5 separate regions of the Mus musculus genome follow, and all the other regions are linked to region 5. Evidence: chromatin contacts called from public promoter capture Hi-C data. All regions are on one chromosome and are shown on one strand. Each heading gives the region's core, a stretch centred on a gene start, on an enhancer-like site or on the middle of the called end of the contact. The rest is flanking DNA. Distances are from core to core; before and after follow the strand shown. Region 1 holds the start of Ccdc13 (coiled-coil domain containing 13). Region 2 holds the start of Zfp651 (zinc finger protein 651). Region 3 holds the start of Gask1a (golgi associated kinase 1A). Region 4 holds the start of Pomgnt2 (protein O-linked mannose beta 1,4-N-acetylglucosaminyltransferase 2). Region 5 holds the start of Cck (cholecystokinin).

Region 1 (4,568 bases), core at 424-2,923, 340 kb before region 5:
CAACCAAGACAACTCTCATAAGGACACTTAATCGGGGCTGAGTAACAGATTCAGAGGTTCAATCCATTATCATCAAGGTGGGAGCATGGCAGCATCCAGGCAGGCATGGTGCAGGAGGAACTAAGAGTTCTACATCTTCATCCTCAGGCTGCATGCAGAATAATGACTTCTGAGCAGCTAGGATGAGGGTCTTAAAGCCCACACCCACAGTGACACACCTATTCCAACAAGGCTGCACCCCCTAATAGTGCCACTCCCTGGACCAAGCATATTCAAACCATCACAGACTCCAACCCTAGGGGACCCAATGCCTTCTTCTGGCCTCCATGGGCACACACACACACACACACACAAAGAGAGAGAGAGAGAAAGAAGGAGAGAGAGTTAGAGAGAGAGAAGCTTTATGAAGGAGATGCTGTGCACCTGGACACACTGTACTGTACTGCGAGGGGGTGGGCAGGTGGATGCAGGGCTGTGGGTATCCAGCCCTGTATCTTCTTCACAAGTAGTGATGTACTACTCACGTTAAGTAAATGGGAAGCAGAAAAACAGGTTTAACATAGCTGGAGACTTTCACATTATAAAGGCTAGTGAGAGCATCTGGCCTCCCTCAGCTCATTTTTCCTATGTGTTTGCCTCCCTTCAAGTCCCTGAAATACAGCAATGTCAAACTGGGAGATTTTTTTTTTAAGTATTTTCTTAAACACACACACACACACACACACACTGTTTTTTAAAATCTTCTAAAATGCAAATAAATAAATAAATTCATAAATAAGAAGACCTAAAATCCTACCATACTGATATAATTGCCTGTGTGTTGTTTCACGTCTAGGTTTTCTTAGTATGGGTGTGTGCAATTGTTTGTGTCGGTGCACATGTGCATGGGATAGACAGAGGTTGTCTTCATTATTTGTCCTCAACTGCTCTCCACCTTTTGTTTTTTGAAAAAGGGTTTTGGGGTGAACTTGAATCAGCTCCTGGACTGGACTAGACTGACTGGCGAGGGATGTGTCTTGTCATCCTGCGATGTGACCCATAAACGCTTTCAACATTCCTCTTTTAGTTCTGTGCGCTGTTTGAAAAGGAGGAAGCGTTTTGTTTTGGTTTGGTTTTGGTTTTAGCATTATTAATTTTGGCCTACTCCAATCACAATCATAACCCAACATTCTTCCCGCCTTGTTTTGTATTTCCAAAGATAATATGGTTAACTATGTTACATTTCATAAAAACCGTCCACTTTCCAAAACCCTTGGAGGCCAGTAGGATATGCATCCTACTTTTTCAAAGACACTGGAGGTCGGTTGTGCACGGTGGTGCAGCCTGTGTCATCCAGCATTCAATAAGGACAGGAGGATGAGAAGTTCAAGGTCATGCATGGCTACAGAGCGAGTTTGAGGCCAGTCTGGACTGTATGATACCCTACCTTTAAAAACAAAAACAAACAGACCCCCCAAATCCTTAAATAAAATACACTCCGGAAGAGTGGAGGCTTCGTAGGCACTTTGCATTCTCATGTCCAGCTGGTGTGTGCAGTTCTGTGGGTCTTCCCGGACCCCTCAGCACGCTCAGCTCAGACCTTTAGAGGCTCTCTCGGCCCCCGTAGACGCGCGCGACCGTGCTGGTTTCCCTGGTGACGGTTGCCAAGGCAGCACATGCCGGCGTCGGGAAGGGCGGAGGAAGTGCCCGCGGCCCTTAAGACAGACCCCGAAGCGCAGCCGCGGTAAGTGGAGGAAGGCTGAGTAGAGCGGGAGTCAAGCGAGGATCGAACCGGAGCGGATCAGGAAAAAGAACCGGGGGCTGAGCGGGGAAACTGAACCGGGAGCCGAGCGGAGCGGGAAACCGAACTAGGAACCAAGAGTGGAGCCGAGAGCGGGGAACCGAACCGGGAGCCGAGCGAGGACCGAGCCAGGGACAGAGCGGGAAACCAAACAAGGGGCCAAGTGGGGACCGGAACCGTGGCGAGAGTGAGGAACCGAATCGGAAGCCTAGAGTGGAGCCGGGAGAGGGGGATCGAACTGGGGGCCGAGCAGCGAGAAGCCAAGACTGGGAAACCAAACCATAGACCCTGCGAATGGCCTCTCCTTGGGGCCGGGCTGTTCCCACCCCTCCCTGGGCAGACTCGTGTTTTCCGCGCGAGGAGGGTTCGTGAGGCAGAGGAACGACCCAGCGACCTGCGTGGGCATGACTAGAAAGCAGGTCTTCTGCAGCTGCCACTCAGCACGTGGCTGCTGCCCTGACTTGACCCTCATTCTGGCTTGTAAAAACATACAGGATGGGGAGGTGGGATGGGCTGCGTGGGTGAGCTAGAAAGTGGCAGGCTGGTGAGAAGTGATGGGTGCTCAAGGCCCCATCCACCGTCCTGCGCACAGCTTTTCTCTTCCTTGGTCTTTTGAGTAGGGTTTCACTCTGTAGCCTGGGATGGCCTTAAAACTCACTAGAAGACCCATGCTGGTCCCAAATTGGTAATCATACTCACATTTGAAGCAGGACGGGACTGCATACCAACATCTTGTCTTAAAGAGAAAACAAAAGTTGTAAGCAATTAGGGTTATCTGTGGTTTTAAGGTAGTTTGTTGGTTACAAAGTATAGTTGTCTAAAAAAAAGGCCAAATTCTTTCATGTTTTTTTTATAAATATTCATTAAGCACCTACTGTGTCCTGTTGTAGCATGGCCATGAACAAAGTGGATGAAAATAATGATCCTGGTAGGCGTGTTGGTACATAGCCAGCATTTGAGAGACCAACACAGGAGCATTGCCAAGAGTTTGAGGCAAGCCTGGTCTACACAGCAAGTGCCAGGTCATCCGGCCAGCCCTTGCAGGACCCTGTCTCAAACAGCTAAAAATAAAGTTAAAGTGTGTGTCCTCTGGTAGTGTACGTACTAGTGGGAGGAAGCACAGTTGGTATGTAACGTGTGCTACAGGTCAGGAGCAAAGGTGAATGACCTGGGCAGGGAGATGGTGTTCTGTGAGTACAAGCAAGGGTTGGGACAGTTCATACTCACTAGCAAGTTGACTGGATTTAGAGCCATCTAGGAAACACTCCTCTGTGTGTGTGCACGAGTGCATGAGGGTGTCTCCAGAGAGGTTTAGCTGAGAAAAGAAGACCCGCCATCCCACGGAGCCCCAGACTGAAAGCAGGAGTGGAGCCTTCATCTGTCCGTGCTTCCCCACAGTGGACCCCCTGCAGCCGTCCACTTGTGGGTGCTGTCCTTCCCCAACATGGTGAGCTGTATCCTCCAAGACTGTGAGCCAACTAAGTCACCTTGAGTTGCTTTGGTCACACGTTTGCCCACAGCAATGGGAAAGGTAACTCATATACAGTGGGGACAGGGGCAGCGCTTGTCAGGAGCTCAGGGGAGTCATCCCAGTGGAAACCCATTGAATCCAGAGATGTCCAGGAGGCAACCAGAGAACACACGGAGACAAGAACTTAGAAGGAGCAGTCAGAGTGCAAGCTGTGAGCCCAAGGCACCCCTAGTGCTGACGCGGGAGGGGAGGGGCCCTGGCTTTGTGCTGAGGAGAGCATGTTGGACAGTGTCAGGGCCAAGTGTGTGAAGAACAAACAGGCTGTGGTATGGGGTGAGGCAGGAGCAGAGAGAGACATGAGTTATAAACTATGGTAATAGCCCATTGGGTGACGGTCGTTGGTCTAGGGGTTAGGTAGGTGTGTCCAGACTCCTGATGGTCTGTAGGACCAAAGGCCAAGAGCTAGTCGGTTGTGTCGGCCATGTTCTCATCTTCCCCTCAGAGCATGTTCACTACATCTGTGTGGTCAGGGCCTGTCTTCCCTGACAGACCGAGATCCACGTGGAAGAACAGATCTGTGTGCACTGCCTGTATGAGGTTAGCATCTGCTCAGTCAACCTCAGACCCTCTGTTCCCAGGAGTAAATGAGTCTGGGCCGACCGCCTGCTGTGCTGCTCTCCCAGGTGCCCCGCCCGAGCTGCTGTGGTTTCCTTACTGTTCCTGAATGGCAGCTCTCCACCAACACGGAGTCCTCCATCCCACACTGAGGCTCTGAGCAAGGGGCAGTATGTCTCAGTCAGCAGATGAGCTGAGGCTAGGCAGGGCGTAGGTGTCAGTCAATGAGGGCCCTGCGCTCTCACAGCGACTCCACTGTGCCAAAGACACTAGTTTCCCACACACGATACAGTGCTTGGCACACATTCTCACACTTAACTGCCCCATCCTCCCTGGGAAGGCCATAATTATTATCCTCCATCCTTGTACGACTGTTGCTGGGTGTCTTTGGGGTCATATTGGGCATGGGAGGGGAAGTTTTATGAGAACTTGATGTTGGCTCTGGGCCTGGGGGCCTGGCAAGATCCAATGCTTGGGCCATGGTGCCTTTGGGCTTGGACCTCTGCGTTTGCACAGGGGCTTCAAGCTCACGGCTGTGCTTCTGAGAAGCGTGTTCTGTCTGCCAGTACAGGCCAGACCGCAAGTTGGGTAAGGAGCTCCAGGGGCAGCCGGGGCCTGCCTCATCCTAAGCATCATCAGTAGCTCACCAACATCTTATCTCACTGCTGTGTGCCAGGCCCTGCTGCGAGCCTTGGGGGTGGG
Region 2 (4,493 bases), core at 603-3,102, 260 kb before region 5:
TATCCCTCACATAGGGCCTGGGGCTCAGCAGACACTGGCCAGTCCGGCCCTACAACGGCTGGCTTTGGATGCTCCATGGGCTCTGCCTGTGGAGACGAAAGCTTCCAGTGTGTGAATGCCGATGCATCCCAATGGGGGACACAACCCCACCTTCCTTAGGGGTCCCAGGATGAAGCTGTCCCCTCTAAGTCCTCTCTCCTGTCAGCAGTGGGTGGGCCAGACAGAGAGCATGGACTCTGAGCTCCCTTGTCATTCTGCTAAAGGAGAAGCTGCGGGTGAGCCCCAAGGAGCTTCGAACCTGTGCCCTCGGCCAGCAGCCCAAGACATGCCCACTCTTTGCCCTCCGCTCCACCAACAGACGTTGCCTTCCTGAAGCTCCCTCCACCCCTCACACCCCCACCAGCCACCCATTCTTGAATCTATCCCAGAACTGCTGGGCCGTCCAGCAGGGACGTGGCACGGGGCCCCGCCCATCCCTCTCTGACTCACTCTGATTCATTTTCTGGGACCAATTCCTCTTTCTTAGAGAAACTGAGGCCCAGAGAGGCTTTACTCATGGAGCTGTGGCCATCCTGCCACTCCAGCACCCTTCCCTTCTGCCTGGTACACTTCAGACAGGCAGTTGGAGAGTCCTGGAAGTGAGGTGGGTGGAAGCATGAGGTGTGAGAACCACCTAAGCATCCAGACACAGTCACCACACCCTCTGGTCCTGCCTCCTTCCCAGTCATTGCACCTGCAGGTCCTGGTGTCTGTACTACTGGGGGGTGGACGGTGGCAGGGAAAGGCCCCCCCATGGCACCACTTATTCCAGGCTTGGGGTCCCCGTTTTTCCCTTTACAAAGCTTCCCCAGGGACCTCCTGCTTGGGCAGGGCCACTTGAGCCTGGCAGAAACCCAGGCATCCCTAAAGTCACATTGCAGCCTCCCCAGCCATGGACCAGAGATGCTGCCAGCCAGTGGCAGGGCCCCTTCCGGATCAGTGCCCACCAGCTGTGTAGCCTCTGGCCAGATGCTTCCGGCTCCTTGAAGCTGAGGAGGCTTCTCAACACCTGGGTACACCAGCTGCATCGCAGCCCTCCCCCAGAGGGACACCTGCAGAGGCCACCAAGCTTTTGCCTCCCAAAGGCCATCTGGTGAAACCCCGGCGGCAGGGGTACAGGCTCATGACTTCTGGATGCTTTCTTTGGAGAGGCCTGGGAAACAGGCTCAGAGACGGCAGGGGACCGGCCCAAGGTCACACAGGAGTTTCCACTCCAGCTGTGGGCGCCCCCCGCCTATGGAGCGATCCATCCTAGTCTCCGGCAGAGCGGCTGCAGCGCCCACGTGGCCCAAGGCCCGGGCGGGAATCCGACTCCCCCTTTTCCCCCCATTACCAGCCCCGGGGCGGCGCCGTCCGGACGCAGAGAAGCTCCCCCCTCCGCCCGTGCGCAGCAAGACCTCGGCCTTTCGCGTTTGCACCCCCCACCCCAGGAATTTCACCCCTGAGCCGCGCCGCCGCGCCGCACTCTGGGCCCTGCACACCGGACAGATAGGGTCGAGGACCCCGGGGGAGGGGCCAGGTCTTCCAGACCCTGCACCGGGTCCCAAGGGGCCGTGCGCTCTGAAAGGAGGCGCTCGCAGGTGGGCGGATAAGCGGGGGGACAGGCAGGGCCCTGCGTACCATGGTGCCGCGGCGCTGGGAGCTCACAGGGCCCCGCAGGATCGCGCTGCCCCCGAGGGCCGGGCCCGGGCCGCTCCATGAAGCGCCGCGCTGGGGGCCGCCCCTGCGCAGGGCCCCGCGACCATGGCCCCGGGGGCGCGGCCGGCCGGGCGGGCGGAGGCGCAGGGCCGCGGCAAGTCCCGGCCGAGCAGCTGCGGCCCGGGAGCCTCGGGCGCGGCGGGCGGGGGGCGCGGGGCGCCGATTGGAGCCCGCGCGTCAGCTGGGGCCGCCGTCTGGACGCTTAAAGGGCCAGGCCGCCCTGCGTGCTGGCTGGGGGCGCGGACGCGCGCCGTCTCGATGCAGCTGCCCTCGGGAGAGCCTCGGGGTCCCCGGACCGACCCGGCTGGTGACGTGGGAGCGTTTGGACCGCTCGATCCCACCCTCCCGCGCGAAGTCCCTCTCTGCCCTTCTTTGCTGGGAAGTTCGTCCGGGAGTCTAACCCGGGTGTCCTCCCGCTGCTCTGCATGGGCGGGGCCAGGGTAGGCGTGAGGTCGCTGAGCAGAGCGCGCCGCCCCCCGACCCACCTGCTCCCCTGAGCCAGGCGACTCTGATGGACCCGTACCCCAGCCGCGCTCATCTCCCGCCCCCTGTGACTCCGGCTGCTCCGACTTGGGGGTGAGTCTGGGGTCTGTAGCTGCTCCGGCCTCCCACGCGTTTTGCTCTGAGTCTCCCGAACCTACCTGGGGGCCTCTGGCTGCAGAACCTCCGAGCAACCGCCGCAACGACGGAAGCCTTTCAGATGACCTACCTGGAACAGCCGGGTGGGGGCCAGAGGCCCAGGCCCGGCCGAGGGGCCCTCCGCGCAGCCTCGGCGCTGGGAAGATGCAGCTCGGCTTGCGGAACGCTGCTCTGGCACCGGCTCCGTGGGGGCAGGGGGCTGGCTGTGCTGGCAGGAGGCTGCGAAGGAACGCTGCCAGGCCGAGCGACAGCAGGGCGGGACTACGGACTACCACCGTGGTCTCTCCTTCGGACGCCCCGCACCCCTACCCACTGTTCAGCCTAGTCACTCTCCCAACACTGCTCCAGCCGGGCCATTCCACTCCAGCCATAGCAGTCTCCTTGGGTGTGCGCCTTCCTCATGGTGTGCTGTAGCTCTTTCTCTGGAGCCAAGCAGGTGTCATCAAATAGTCGAAGGTCTGTCCCCTCAGAATGCAAGGATCTCTCACTGGACATGGGCTGACTACCCCTGAGCAAGGAAGCTGAGTAGGTGAAGAAAGGTAGGGACAGTGAGGAGAGCCCCTTCCTTCACATGCGCAGGGCATGCCCCTACCTGGGTTCCCGAATCTGAGGCTCTAGGCTGAAGCTGTGAACCTGTCAATTACCGATGATGTCTCCTACACTTCCCAAAACCCAAGTTTCTCGTCTGACCCAGTTGATTGCTGCACTGACCTGGGAGGTGGGAAGGGCAGGGCTGTCTACCTACTGGGTGGACAAGGAGAGTCCCGCAGAGAGAGAAAACATGTAGACGCTGTGCTGGGAGGTTGGAAGAAGCTGGTACTGGCCTTGGCTAAGGTAAAGGAGTGACACCCCTACCCCACCCCCTGCTGTCTCATTTGGGTTCTCTGAACTCCGACTGAGGGCAAGAGGGCACACTGGGCTTGTCACTGGCAACAGCTGCAAAAGCCAGAAGCCCCGTTGTGTTCATGGCTGCAGAACTGAGTGGTCTGGACATGGGGTACAGCCAACTGGAGGGACAAGATGGGAGCAGAGGAAGGATTCTAGGCCACAACCTCAAGTTCTGTTGGTTGGTTTAGGGGCCAGAGCACTCATTACCATGATAGAGGTGGGTGCTTTAGACCCCTAAAGCTGAGTGACTCCAGGCCAAACTTCACTTTGGAGAACAAGGAGACAACCCCAGACTGCTTGGGGTTCCTGCACTTGGCTGGGGAAACTACGCTCACCAGGTAACAGAAATGCAAGTTAGGCAGTCCAAAAAGTGGGTGGTGCAGGCTGGAAGGGGAGGGTGTACAGTACGTGGCCTCCATCTCCCTCAGTTTTGGCTGCTGAGTCCAGCACTAATGGGCCACAGCTGCACAAGGGTGGGAGCCTAATGCAAACCAGCAGGTTCCCTTTCCCACACCAAGTCCAGGGCCTTACAGGAGAGCCTCCCTGTTAACTTCCAAAAGGCTCCCAGAGACCCTAGTCCTCCACAACCTTGGGCCGTGGTACTTCTTGCGGAAGCCCCCATCCCTTTAACTCAGATGTGACCAGCAGCAGTGTCAAGGCCTACGTCCATCACTGCTGTGCAGAGACCATCGGGTCCTACATGTCTGCCCAGTAGTGGGGGTTCTAGAGGTCTTCTGAGCCCTAAGTGTTTCCAGACATAGTCTTCAGGGAGGCAGACTCCTCTTAAAGTTAGGGCAGAGACAATGGTCCTCAGAATCTGCATGTGGGCAGCAGGGATCAGGGTTAGGGCTCAGTGGACATAGGTGTAGTTCTGGCCCTTTTAAAACCCACATTCTGCCTTGGTATCTCCCAGGTGCCTCAGCCTCAGGAGTTTGGTCTTACTGCTTGTATGAGGTTTGGTATTGAAGAAGACAACACCGGGCTGCTGTAAACCACAGGGAGGAAGCAGCTATGGCAAGAGGCCCAGGCCTCAGAATGCAGCCTGTGCTGTGGTGTACTGATTCCTGAATGCAGAGCTCTAACTCCTCCCTCGAGGTGCCCGAGAGACTACAGCAACCAGTAATCTGTCTCAGCTAGACATTCTGACCTGTCTTTTTAACAAGTTATGGGTATTTTGCCTGTGCCACCACGCCCGGCTTTTAATTAATTAATTAATTAATATTTTTTTT
Region 3 (4,315 bases), core at 1,173-3,672, 460 kb before region 5:
TACAGAGGCTACGCGTCCTACTATGCGTCCTACTTCAGATGTGTCATCAAGCATTCTTAAGAACCAAGTCAACTTTTTATTCCTTGATGAAAACATGAAAGTCTCCTTCAGCCCAGAGTGTGAGAAATTACCTCAGGGCATGGTGGGACAGAGCCAAGGCCGGAGCTGGAAGGAATCAGACTTCTCTTGTTGATACAGTCTCACTAGCCACGACACAAAGCTCAACCTGTGCCTGTGATGAGCACCGGACCATGACTACCACCTTTCAACTGCCGTGCCAGTGAGAAGAAACACTGCACTGCCGAGGAAAGCCATCTCATGCTACACTCTCGGGCTGTCAGGACACAGGAAAGGCTATCCACAGAGCTAGCCCCGTGCATCTTCATGCCTCCCTCTCTAGTTGCCATCCACAAATACAGCTCTCTCCTCCCTAGTCCCAGCCCCTCCTTAGCTGTTAGCTAGCTCTTGGCTGATGGCATTTCTGGAAAAATCGCTCCCCAACTTGGCTCCTAAGCATAAAGCCACAAACCTGCTGCCCCAGCCAAGACTCGGGGATGTGAATTCTCTGGATGGTGGAAGAGGATGTTTGCCCATTGCAAGCAAACACCTTTCAAGCCAAACAAAAACTGCCCACAAGTAAACAGCGTGACATAGTTCCTTCCAGAGGCCACTTAAGAGAAACCCAAGTCCATGGCCAGTGGCAGAGAAGTGGACGAAAGGTGTCACCAGGTGCAGGCGGTACCATCCTTCAGCAGGGGTGGCTAGCTAGGCCTGGAAGTCAGGATGTAGGGACCTAGATGACTGCGCCATCAAAAACCCCAAGCAAGACAGCAATGGGGACATGAATAGCAGCACACTCATTTATTATTGGAACTGCTTCCAGTCTGCTTTTATGATTACGAAGGTAACTGTAAAAGACCCATTCAGAAATCTAATGGAGAGATATCATTTAGCCTTGTTCTGAAGGATAATGTAGTTTACAGAATTTTGTCCACTGAGATGGCTGAGTGGGTAAAGGCATTTACCCACCTTGCTGAGCTCGATCCCCAGAACCTACGTAGTGGAAAGAAGAGACTCCTAAAATGGCCTGAGAGCAGAGACCACTAACACCCCTCAGAGTACATGGCTGTGGGTCATAATTTTTGAATGGGAGACTTGTTCCTAAACCAGGATTCCAGCAGCACCTCAGCTCGTACCCTGCACCTCCAGCCATGCCTCCTCTCAGACACAAGAGTTCCTACTCATGTGGAGCTTTGCAGGAAACTTGTAAGGTTGTAGAGATGCCAGGAGCAAATCCAGGCCTCAGGACCGAGCCCCAGCCCTCACTGGTCAGGGCCCCCACAGTGGCACAACTGCTCCCATGTTGACCTACTTCCTGCAAAGGTCGGCTGAGTTCCTGGGCCATAGGTCAACTTCCCATGAAACACCTCTGGGGAGTTCCCATCTGCAACCCCACCCCGAAACCTGGAGAGAAAGGGACCCCTTAGGGAGTCACAGAGCAGGCAATGGCACTCCAACACACTCCACACACCCTGGTACCTGGGCTGCAGGTTTTCTGTCAGCGGCAAGAGCACATCAATGTGCCCTAAGGTTTATATCAGTACCTCAGCTAACGCCACAAGGGCAGGTTTTCACATTCTTGTTTTCCTCTCTTAGTGTCTGTGAGGTTGGAAAAGAATCAAGTCCACAGGTCCTAGACTTTATCAGTGACTCCTCAGGCATCCCCATGACCACTCTGTCCAGCAGGCAGAGGCGGTGGGGCAGTAAGACTTTAACTCAAAGGTGATACAAGGCATTTTTTTTAAAGCATCAATACACCACTTAGCCATAAGAACACCATGAAATTTACACATCTTTGAGAAGGAAGGAGGTGACTTGAAAGGGTTAGGGTTAGGGTCCTCGCCCATCGTCTGCCTTGGGTGCTCAAAGGAGTCCTTTACACTCCTACAGGCATTTTGTCTAGATAACTCTTCATCTACACGTGAGGGGTCCTTGAGGAAGACTCTCCAGTCCAGGGCACAAATGAAAGTCACTGTGACCCCATGAAAAAGCTTGAGGTATAACTGTGGCCTGGGATGCCACCTGTGCAACTCATGCGAGGCTTCAAGGCTGCCTGCCCTGGCACCCACCTGTACCCACCGCCCTGTTCAGCAGCTCCTACCATGTCCCCACGGTACTGCAGCAGGTTCCTGGGCTCAGCCTACTGGCAGACTCATCCCTGGAGCCCAGACTTTCCAGGCAGGGTTGGGATTAGGTCCACACCTTTCCCCGCCACCAGATTGCAGGGCAGGACACAACACAGGATGCTCCGCATGTGAGTCTACGTGTGAGTCTGCAGAGTCCTGTGGCACACAAGCCTCCTCCAGCCGCTGGGGACCTTTCCAGAGTTTGCACAGCCCCAGCCTAGCAGCGCAGCCCAGCCTCCCCAGTCCCCAGAAAGCACAGAAGGGGGAGGCCCCTTTCATAATAAAAGCCCTACCCACTTCTGGCCAACAGAAGCTGCCTGGAGTGAGGTCTCTGGTGCTAGGAAGGAAAGAGTCTCACTCCCGCCCCCTCCCCCCCACACACACACACTCACCATTCCCCCACCCGTACCCCCACTGGGTTCAGCGCCTGGGCTGGGCTCAGAGGAGCCCCAATCGCGCCTCTAAGGTGTTTGGGTGCAACTCATGGGGCCGCCCGGACGATGATTCCCTATACTGGCCCTCTCCTCTGCAAAACCTCAGGAAGACCAGTCTGCCACTGGCACCTCTCCAGTTTCTTTGGGCACAGTGCCCAAGGGCGGTTTGGGAGGCAAATATCCATTAACCACTGAAGGTCATTAACAATAGCAGAACCTCATTCAGGGGCCAGAGTAAGGAATCAATACTCGATACTGCTCTGGCTGTAGATAGTTTTTTTGTGTCTGCACTGGGCTTGCTATCTGTGGTGCAGGATCCTGCTGGCCTCACTGCTAACAGCTGGTGGCTGCCAAGGAGAACCTAGACTTCTGAAAAGACTGCTCCTAAGAAGTCTCATACTTGGAACTTAGAATTCTTTTTTTTTTCAATTTTTATTAGGTATTTTCTTCATTTACATTTCAAATGCTGTCCTGAAAGTCCCCTATACCCCGCCCACCCGCCCACCCACCCCCACCCCACCCCCTCTCTCCTACCCACCCACTCCTACTTCTTGGCCCTGGTGTTGCCCTGTACTGGGGCATATAAAGTTTGCAAGACCAAGGGGCCTCTCTTCCCAATGATGGCCGACCAGGCCATCTTCTGCTACATATGCAGCTAGAGACACGAGCTCTGGGGGTACTGGTTAGTCCATATTGTTGTTCCACCTATAGGGTTGCAGACCCTTTAGCTCCTGGGGTATTCTCTAGCTCCTCCATTGGGGGCCCCGTGTTCCATCCAGTAGCTGACTGTGAGCATCCACTTCTGTGTTTGTCAGGCACCTGCATAGCCTCACAAGAGACAGCTATATCAGGGTCCTTTCAGCAAAATCTTGCTGACATATGCAATGGTGTCTACGTTTGGAGGCTGATTATGGGATGGATCCCCAGGTGCGGCAGTCTCTAGATGGTCAAGTTTGGAGCTAAGATGAAAGGATGGAACTTAGAATTCTTATAGGGAGGTAGACAATGGTTGGAGGTTAGGGCAGAGTGGACAGTAGGACAGAAGCTTGGAACCAAACTGAAAATAACCTCCCGGGATTTAAACTTTTAGGGTCACCACTAGAGAAGATGAGCCACCCTCAGGCTCCCCAAGAGTCACCTTCCCCAGATGGATCAACAACTATCAGATTATTGCTGATAGGGGTCACAGGAGCACTGCAGAATGCTGTGCCAAAAGCAGTCAGCCCTGAATGCTTTCTGTACATTGTAGCATTGAATCACCACAAACAATGCCTTGGAGCAAATTTACAGGAAAGGAAACACTGTTGGGAAGTCAAAACCAGGAAGCCACTCTACAGCTTAAAGTCTCAGTCTACCTGCTAGAACGTGAAAACGTGGAGCTAATGGGAAACAGGGCTGGGCAGGGGCGCTGCTAATTGCAGTCTGAACGTAGATAGAATCCTAGAAGGGCTGGCAACCCAGGAGCTGGAAGAATAATGCCAAAAGAAGCACAGGACAGGGCAACCACCCAGTGTTCGCTCAAGTGTTTAAGAGTTGGATTTGGTTTTGAATCTCTTTGTCTCTCCACATTAGATATACAAGTGTGCCATGACCCTCTACATAAACATATGTGGATATATTTAAGGAAACATGACTTTGATGGTTAATTTTTTGGATTTATGTATGTTGTGTTATACATGTCTGCCTTTGTGTATG
Region 4 (4,292 bases), core at 109-2,608, 500 kb before region 5:
CAGAGTCTGTTCCTCCTCATCTTAATGAGCCCACATGTCACTAAATGTTCCTTCACACACATTGTTCTGCTCAAGCCAGCCAGGGTAGACACATTGCCTGAAACTAAGAACCCTCTGAGATAGGACAAAGGTTGAGGCCTGAAGGGCCAGGGGGCCAGTTATGTGGAGCTTCCACAGACTAGTGCAACCCTTGAGGCCAAGAAAGAGATTGTTGCTTTTTAAAACACCAAAAGCCAAATGGGGGGAGGTAGGAAAAGAGGAAGAATCCAGGCAGCACAGGTAGGGGCTGGGGGAAGCAGGAAGCCACAGGGCCTTCTTCATGGTACAGGCAAATGGTGCCCAATCCAGAAATGATCTGCCTTGTGGCCAGTGGCATTGTTCCGACTCTCTGTGTCAGTTCTTCAGTGCACTCTGTTTGATCTTCTCACAGGTATGTGTATGTGTGTGTGTGTGTGAGAGAGAGAGAGAGAGACAGACAGACAGACAGACAGACAGAGAGACAGACAGAGAGAGACAGAGAGACAGACAGAGAGAGACAGACAGAGAGACAGAGACTACTTTAGATGAGTTTGTAATAACAACCATGAGAGTGAAGCCCACTGAGGTCTGAGGTTCTGGGAAGGCTTTGTGGCCAACCGGGCCAGTTGGGTGGGGGTGGGGGAGGGGAGGAGTGAGGAGGGTCCCTTAATATATACCCCCACCCCCAGCCCAGTTCTCAAAAGGACAAGGTTCCACATGACATTTGGGTCATCGTGTCAGAAGTGTCACAATGTCCATTTCCCAAGTGAGAAATCCAGCCGTTTTGGTCAGATTCACCTGATGTCAAGTCCGAGCTCCAACACTGTCATCTGACACCCACTCATGATAACACCCCATCAGTTTGGTTGTAAAGCCAAATGGCAGTTCCCAGAAAAAGTATAAAAGAGACATAACATACCTGACAAGAAGCCTGGTAAGGGAGGAGCGATCCATTGGCTCAGGTTTGAGGGGAGACGATCCGAAGTTAACTGAGCACAGAAGCCTTCAGTAATGACCATGAACAGCTCTGTTCAGTCTTTGTGCTCATCTACAGTGAATACTTTAACTGCTGAGCCATCAATAGTCTCTTTATGAGTCTTAAAAGCATGTCAAGGTATGGATTATTTTTTCTCTAACAGATTACATATGAAGATTTCTGTATCTTGTATTTAAGTTTATCATCAGAACTCTCATAATTGGGTAAACAGAACACCAAGAAGAGCTTCTGGTCTTCCCAGGCTCGTGCATGCTGCTCGCTTGAAAACTACAATTCCCAGGATTCTGTGAGCCGAAGAGGTGATCCTGGCCGAGGTCCGAGAGGCGGGTCCCAAGGCCCGCGCACGCGCCCGGGTTCCGGAGTTTGAGCTCGCCAGCAGGGCAAGCACACTAGGAACACCTGCGACACCCTGTCGGCAGGTGGGCAGCGCGGGCATCTGTGGCGCAGCTGGGCCCCGGGCTCGGAGCGGACGGGGCACAGAGCCCGGCTTCAGGTGAGGCGCTAGGCCGGGCCGGGCCGGGCTTGGTGCCCGACCCTGGACTGCAGGGGAGGCCGGCGGGCTTGCCGGACCCAGGGCGGTAGACGCCGCCTGCAGCAGGCGCCGAGGTGGGAGGGGTGGGCCTGAACCGCCCGGCCCCCGATGGCGCACTGGACCGTTCGGCTGGAGCCTTCACTGCCTCTGACCGCGGGGACGCACATGCTCGTGCCTGGGAAAGAATGGTGCACATTTGGCACAGGTGGCGTGGAGCAAGGAGAGATGAGCAGTGGGGGCCTGGGCTGCGCCAGCTGCGTTTGAAGCGGTGCCTGGGTCGGCCTGTTGCTGACCTTTAGGCAGTTGGGGCTCCGTAGAGAACCACCCGGATGGACGGACAGTCGGAGTTAGGAGTTTGTCTGCTTGACAATGGCGGGGGGGTGGGGGTGGGGGCGGCTACTGACGGACGACCCTGATGGACTTGCCTATAGGAACCCGTTTTCTCATCGTTAGTGGGAATCCGGGGTAAAAGTTTGGGACCTTCCACCAGAATCACGCTGCAGGTTGTGAGCAGCCAGTATCCTCTGACCTTATGCCAACCAGCCCCGAGCCTGTTGGTGTAGATGGTTTTAGGCTTATGGGACATGTGAATATTAGCACAATTCATTTACCATGTGTGGACTGTTCCAGGCACTGGGAAAATCTTGGCTCCTTTACCGGCCATGTCCCCATAAGTAACTCATTCACTTTCTCTGGTCCCTTCCTTCATCCTCTGTAAGACAGAGTGAAAAAAGACCTTCTTTGAAGAATTGCTGTGAGGCTTCCATGAGGTAATGCTGGCAAAGCTTTCTGTCTGGGTTCTGAACACATCAAATGTTAGCATGCACGACCACCAACTCTATAGACAAGGTTGGAGTTCTGGTTCCGGGTCCTGTCTTTTCCACAGACTAGCTGCTCTCAGGCTTTTAGGATCAGCCGGCCCTTTCACATGAAGGATCCGAGTTCCAAGTGGTGACAGAGTTAGAAGAGAACTGGATACTTTATCCTCAGAGGTGAGAGCTGAGAGCCCCTGGGGGCCTTGGAAAGGGAGGGAGCTGGTGAGTGGATTCACCCTGGTGGAGCATCATCCTGGTGTGCTGGACTGTCAGGGCCGTCAGGGTTGGTTTGTTTGCTAAGGATGAATCCAAAGCCTCCTGCGTGCTGAGCAAACATTCTGCTACACCCGTTCACTCTCTACTCTTTGCTTTGATTCACGGTCTCAGTAAGTCCTAGACACACCTAAGCTATGATCTTCCTGCTTCATCCTCCCCAGTAGCTGGGACAGCAGGCCTGTGACATCAGCCCAAGCTGACGACATGCTTCTAACCAACCTTGGACTTCTGGCTGGCAAGTTCTTGCTTTCAGAAATAGCAGTAATAAGCAAAGGCTTCTAGAGAGCCAGAATATTAAATTACTCAACACTCTGTTCCCCAGAGGCCTTGTCAGTCACCTCAGCATGGTTGTCTGGAGGGACACTCTCCCTCAGGAGATGCTAAAATGATCCCCAGGGCTTTTCAAGTTGGGTGAGAGATATGGCAGGGAAGGAAGACTCCAGACAGGCTACCATGGGCTTTGCAATTCAGGCTTGAGTTTGAACTTCAGCCCCTCCCCATAATAGCTACAGTGTATTGAACAATACATATAGCAGTCCCAAGCATATGCCCTTTAGTGTGTTTCATAGTACTTGCCTTAGGTTATAGCAGGGATGAGACCACATATGCAGAACTTAGAGTGCTGCCTGCATAGAGTGAGAGTCAGTAAATGGGTTTTTATATTGCTGCTGTCTTACAGAGTTGGATAATTGCCAGGCACAGAGCTTTGCTTCTGTTGGGTCACTGGGTCCACAAACCTGGAACCTCCCTCTTGGAATAGTATAAGTGTCCTGCCTCAGACCAGTAAGTGGAGGCCTGGAGCAGTGTTGTTTAGCTGCTAAGCAGTGGGGCTGGAACTCACCTGACAGCTCTTATTGCTGTTACATTCTCTGCTGCTTCTGCACTCTGCTGTCCTGGGACCCAGTTAGGATGCATGGCAGGCATTTCTGTGTTACAGTGGGATCTGAGCAACACATTGGGCTAGAGCTTGACTAGCTGTTGTCCCATGAGTGGTGATACTGAAGAAGGCAGTCCCCTGGGTGAGGCGTTAAGAAGAGGCAGCCTGCAGGAAGGTCTCCTCAGCTCTGGACCTTGTGGGTGGGTGAGTCTGCAGCTTGGGTAGGACATTGAAGGCTTGCTTGGTCGGGGAAACCTTGTTTATCTGCTGGGAAAAAGAAGAGAGAGAGAGAGAGAGAGAGAAAGCAGCGTGCATCTCAGGCAGGGCCCTGTTTAGGGAGCAGAGCTTTTTGGGTGTGAGGTGAGGGAGTCCGGTGCTGAGTTCCCATGCAACCACTGTATCCCTGGCTGCCTGAGAGACTTCACTTATAAAGACTCGGGAGAATTCATTTTTCAAGGGCTCTTTCAGTTGTAAAAGGTGGTGGTTTTGTAATTGTGCATTGATGGCTTAACCTTCTCAGCCCAGCACCAAGGCAGTGGGAATAATTGTCACCCCAGCTTGTTACCCTGACTCTTTACAGTGAAAGAATAGCCACAGCTTCCGAAGCCACCAGCCACAGCCAGGTGTTTCCTCTGCCTGGCTGGGTGAGAGTAATTACAGCAAGAAGCCTTGAGTTGCTAAGTTACCATCAAAGGCCTGTGGGTCCGTGTTTCCAGAGCCTTCCATGTCTGCTCTGCCCTTGAGTCAGAAAACTTCACTGCTGTGAATTCTGCCCTG
Region 5 (4,285 bases), core at 1,423-3,922:
AGAATTACTGTTCCTGCCGGGCATGGTGGTGCACGCCTTTAATCCCAGCACTCGGGAGGCAGAGGCAGGTAGATTTCTGAGTTCGAGGCCAGCCTGGTCTACAAAGTGAGTTCCAGGACAGCCAGGGCTATACAGAGAAAACCTGTCTCGAAAAACAAAACAAAACAAAACAAAACAAAACAAAATTACTGTTCTTGCCTCAGCTGCTTGGAGGAACCTCACTGAATCACTATGGCCATAGAATCCAGGCTCCACCTATTTTCCATCAGTCCTACCCAGAATTCCCAGGGAAGATGAAGAAACCATGGCTACAATATTTTATTAAATAAAGAGTCCATTGTGCCACCTTCTTCCAGCTTCTAACTGTCCTTGACACCTTTGGCTTCTCCTGGTGGCTTTTCTACTCTGGCCTTTGACCCTGCCTGTGGTCAGGTGCTGGACCCTTCTCCCGTTCCTTCCTCTGGCTGTCACACCTGGGAATCTGGGCAGAGATGCCTTTTCTCTTCCCTCGCTTCCCACCTTTTGAGTCTCTTCCTACAGCTTCCAGGTGGGAAGCCACCATCTACAGAAAGAGTCTTGGGTTGTACCTCCAGTGTCCCTCTGTCCAGGACTTGAGATCACAACCTTCTCTAGCTGTCCACCCATAACCTGGATTCATCCCCCACGCCCCGCCAGACACACACCAGTTGGTGTGTTTTCTTCTGAACTCCCCCTGTGGCCAATACACTCCCACCCACCCTTGTCTCTCAGCCCAGAACTTCACAGTCAGCCCCAGACACGGAGTACCTTTGGGTTTCTTGAAGAGCAAGATGCTGCTTCCATGCCTGGAAGTTTCTGCTTATGTCTACTGTTCTAGCTATTCGGATGTTCTATTGTAGGCACTTAGGACTCGTATAGTGTCTGCTACATTTCATGATAGTGAATAAATTTCACAAAAGCATATTAGGCTTCCTATAAATCTGTCCTCATTCCTCAATGGCCCTCCCATCTCCTGTCTTCCTAACCTGTCCTGGTCTCCCGTGTCTGCCCTAGGGACACCTCCATGTCACCACCAGACTCAGTGGAAATCCTTACTCCGCCCTTGGCTATTAGTGCAGATCTGAACTCAGTTCCTTGTACTTGCAGGCAAGCACTTCACTGGCTGAGCCGCCTCCCAGTTCCAGCTCCAGGCCCCCGGCTCCCAAAGGTGTTTATTTGTGTGGGTATTTATTTTGTCCAGTCTTGGTCACACCGCATCCTCAGGGGCTGGGCACAGTTCATAAATCTTGAGGCAAGCGATGGAGGGAAGGAGGCAGCTAAGCGTCCATATCTCAGCCACCGACCCAGGGAAGTCAGCGCCTGTGGATTCTGACCATATCGAACAGCCTTGTGCCCAGCTGCTTTATCCACAATTCCGGACATGCTCGATCTGTCACAGATACATTCCCACAACCTGAGCTGTCTTGTGCGGGAAATCACCCCACAGCATTTAATCTGTTGCTGTTTAAAACATGTTGCCTCTAGGTTGCAGACACCGCTAGAGCCACAACCATGAACCTAAACTCTTGGCATCACTTGCTGTTTCTCATAGTCCCCCTCAGCCGGAAGTCCCCAAACTGTGTGCCTTTTCTATTTAGAAAGAGTTTCTAACCCTTTCTCCATTCACCCTAGCTTGACAGGGTTGAGGGCATGGTTGCCCTGGCTGGTGGTGACCCCAAGTTACAAGCTAGCAGCAAGGAGGTTGCTGTGGGGCTTCCTCAGTATGTGTTCTGTGGAATGGGGTTAGAGGGATTCAGCAAATTCTAGCACCCTGGGCATAGATAATCACTTTGTTATGTGAGAACTGGGGGTTGCAGGATTGTGCGCACTACAGCAGAGAGAGCCCCCTCTCTCCTTCTTGCTTGGTAAGAGTCTTTTTCTCAGCCAAGATCCTCATCACCCAGCGAAATCCCATAACTTTAGAGGGACTAGACTGGAAAGGGTGATCTGAGCTCTTGGGAAGGTGCGAGCCCAGCCCGCATGGCTCAGCCAGCCAGAGCTTGGGAGTGCCTGAGACACTCTCTGGCGCCACTTCACGACCAAAAGCATCAGTAGATGATAGGCCCCTGGGAAGTCGTCGTGGAAAGAAATTACAAATCTTTTTCCCAGAGGCTTTTCGCAGAAAGGCAGGAGCTGCACCCGATCTTACAATTGTGTAAGAATAGAATCCAGGATGCCAACTGCAATTGAGTTCTGAAAAATTGGGAGCCCGATTTCCCTCTCTTACTTGTGAGAGCCCACTCAGGTCTGAGGTGGTCCCAGAGAACACACCAGGATTACATCTGCTGACACCCAGCCTGTGAGGGTCCCCCAGTTTCCTTGAAGGATTTGATCCCCAAAGCTCACTGAACTTGGTCAGCTTCTCCATTGCAGATAAACTCCTGTTTTTCACCGAGAGTGGAGGTGGCACCCTCCCTGAGGTGGACTCTGCACAGGCGCCGAACAGGTGGGAAGGAAGCTCTTTAGATAAAGAGTAAGACCCATGCAAAGTGCCCCCCTGGGAGGGGCTATCCTCATTCACTGGGACGCTTCCCTTCTCTCCGGAGGGCCACATCAATCGGTGGTCCCTCCAGTGGCTGCCTCTGAGCACGTGTCCTGCTGGACTGCGTCAGCACTGGGTAAACAGATGACTGGCTGCGAACCGGGAGGAGCTATTTAAGAGCAGTCACCCTCCCGCCTGCCCTCAACTTAGCTGGACTGCAGCCTTCTCCGCTGGAACTCGCCAAGCCAGCTGATTTCCCCATCCAAAGGTAAGTAGCTGGCTGATCCAACAATCTTGAGTGTGAAGAATATTGGCCTGCAGCTTTGCACCTCTTGCTGTTTAGTCTTTCCTTTTTCTGTGCCTTCCCTCCCTTGACAGCTAGAAAGATTTCCTGAAGTCAGAAATAGCCTTAAAATGCATCTGGGTGGGTACTGCTGCGGAGAGACTTGTTGTATGTTCTGTTTACAGCAAGGCTGGGAATAGCCACTCTTAGGGTTTCTCTGCTGTTCGGAGCACTTTGCAATCATTTAAAAGAAACTACCTAGAGGTTTAAAGATTTATGCCCATTTTCTAAATGCTGCATTAAAAAAATTTTAAGGCTTTGGGGAATAAAAACACATCATTATGATACAGCACCCATCTGCTCAGTTCTCAAGTGTAGCAGGGCTTTGGCCACATCTGAGGACTGGGCACAGATTTCTGGCTTTTGCTTTGTATAGTGACTTCCCGTAAAACGCAGAAGAATCTATATAAATACAGCTTCTTTTTATGGGCCCACACTTAAAACGGCGTTTCCCAGTGTCCTGACATTTTTAATGTAGTGAATAAATTTAATCTCTCACATTTCTCTCCAGAAGTATCCTCCCCGTGTTTGTCTGTCCGTTTGTCTTTCTGTGTCTCTCTCTGTCTCTCTGACTCTCTCTCTCTCTCTCTCTCTCTCTCTCTCTCTCTCTCTCACACACACACACACACACACACACACACACACACACACACACACGCTTCATTCTGCTTTTCTGGTTAGAAGAGAGATGAGCTACAAAGGCGTCCTGGAACTTCAGGAAAGCAAGAGGAAACGCTGCTTCTGATCAGGGCAGAAAAATCGGGACTCTGCGGGATTCCCAGGTCCCAGGTGTGGATAACACAAAAGCCAGGCAGAAATTATCGCGGTGGCCAGGGCGCATCTAGGAACTTCGCTTGGCTACGGTTGAGCCAGTCTGACCCGGCTGCAGCCCCCATGTTCAGCCTCAGCCGACTTCTGTGTGCGGGACTTTGGGCTGGAGCACGCTGAGGCCAGTCTTTGGTTCACTCTCCTCGCCTTTGCTTCCCATAGCCATGAAGAGCGGCGTATGTCTGTGCGTGGTGATGGCAGTCCTAGCTGCTGGCGCCCTGGCGCAGCCGGTAGTCCCTGCAGAAGCTACGGACCCCGTGGAGCAGCGGGCGCAAGAGGCGCCCCGAAGGCAGCTGCGGGCTGTGCTCCGGACGGACGGCGAGCCCCGAGCGCGCCTGGGCGCACTGCTAGCGCGATACATCCAGCAGGTCCGCAAAGGTAAGGGTGTCCGCTCCCCGTCAGGCTTCTGCTGCGGCTCCAATCTTGATCCTTTCAGCACTGGCAGGGAGGAGGAAACAGAGGACGCACAAGGAGCAAAATTTTCACTTTTCTTCCCTGAGGTACGCTGCACAGCGCTGAGCAGTAGACAGGCGGTGTTCACAGGGGAGGTGGGCGGAGGGCTTACCTCGTTGGTAAGGGAAGCCGGCTAACAGACCCTTTTCTGAACTGATTTT

Evidence for each region. Promoter capture Hi-C pulls out the DNA fragments that hold promoters and counts their contacts. Capture Hi-C pulls out chosen DNA fragments and counts their contacts.
Region 1: a promoter capture Hi-C map of embryonic stem cells shows a contact between it and region 5, with 2.0 times the contacts expected there. The contact joins the promoter of Ccdc13 here to the promoter of Cck in region 5. A contact is called at or near these places in 1 of 39 promoter capture datasets (embryonic stem cells), 1 of 15 datasets of contacts at CTCF or cohesin (large pre-B cells), 21 of 484 Hi-C or Micro-C datasets (B cells, the BV-2 cell line, the Ba/F3 cell line and 11 more), 1 of 115 datasets of contacts at active chromatin or transcription factors (bone marrow-derived dendritic cells) and 1 of 9 other capture datasets (adipose tissue).
Region 2: a contact with region 5 is called in a promoter capture Hi-C map of the C10 cell line, with 2.5 times the contacts expected there. The contact joins the promoter of Zfp651 here to the promoter of Cck in region 5. A contact is called at or near these places in 5 of 39 promoter capture datasets (the 3T3-L1 cell line, the C10 cell line, embryonic stem cells and 2 more), 3 of 484 Hi-C or Micro-C datasets (the G1E-ER4 cell line, bone marrow-derived macrophages and nephron progenitors), 1 of 115 datasets of contacts at active chromatin or transcription factors (stem cell-derived neural progenitor cells) and 2 of 9 other capture datasets (liver and pancreatic islet).
Region 3: a contact with region 5 is called in a promoter capture Hi-C map of liver, with 2.5 times the contacts expected there. The contact joins the promoter of Gask1a here to the promoter of Cck in region 5. A contact is called at or near these places in 2 of 39 promoter capture datasets (cranial neural crest and frontonasal cranial neural crest) and 2 of 9 other capture datasets (adipose tissue and liver).
Region 4: a contact with region 5 is called in a promoter capture Hi-C map of liver. The contact joins the promoter of Pomgnt2 here to the promoter of Cck in region 5. A contact is called at or near these places in 1 of 15 datasets of contacts at CTCF or cohesin (embryonic stem cells), 15 of 484 Hi-C or Micro-C datasets (B cells, CD4 T cells, CD8 T cells and 6 more) and 3 of 9 other capture datasets (adipose tissue, embryonic stem cells and liver).

The regions. Positions count from the first base shown.
Region 1 is chr9:121,836,566-121,841,133 of GRCm38.p6, reverse strand. Ccdc13 (coiled-coil domain containing 13) reads left to right here and starts at 1,673. Exons shown (of 16, transcript NM_028384.1): 1 at 1,673-1,723.
Region 2 is chr9:121,757,392-121,761,884 of GRCm38.p6, reverse strand. Zfp651 (zinc finger protein 651) reads right to left here and starts at 1,852. Exons shown (of 6, transcript NM_001166644.1): 1 at 1,660-1,852. The coding sequence starts at 1,662. E530011L22Rik (RIKEN cDNA E530011L22 gene) reads left to right here and starts at 1,942. Exons shown (of 1, transcript NR_033503.1): 1 at 1,942-4,493.
Region 3 is chr9:121,949,095-121,953,409 of GRCm38.p6, reverse strand. Gask1a (golgi associated kinase 1A) reads right to left here and starts at 2,422. Exons shown (of 5, transcript NM_177743.5): 1 at 2,263-2,422.
Region 4 is chr9:121,993,092-121,997,383 of GRCm38.p6, reverse strand. It overlaps Pomgnt2 (protein O-linked mannose beta 1,4-N-acetylglucosaminyltransferase 2), which reads left to right and starts at 1,358. Exons shown (of 2, transcript NM_153540.4): 1 at 1,358-1,508. It overlaps Gm39463 (a long non-coding RNA gene), which reads right to left and starts at 1,398. Exons shown (of 2, transcript XR_871388.3): 1 at 938-1,398.
Region 5 is chr9:121,494,081-121,498,365 of GRCm38.p6, reverse strand. It overlaps Cck (cholecystokinin), which reads left to right and starts at 2,672. Exons shown (of 3, transcript NM_031161.4): 1 at 2,672-2,768; 2 at 3,834-4,049. The coding sequence starts at 3,836. The region is part of intron 1 of Gm38661 (a long non-coding RNA gene); the gene reads right to left.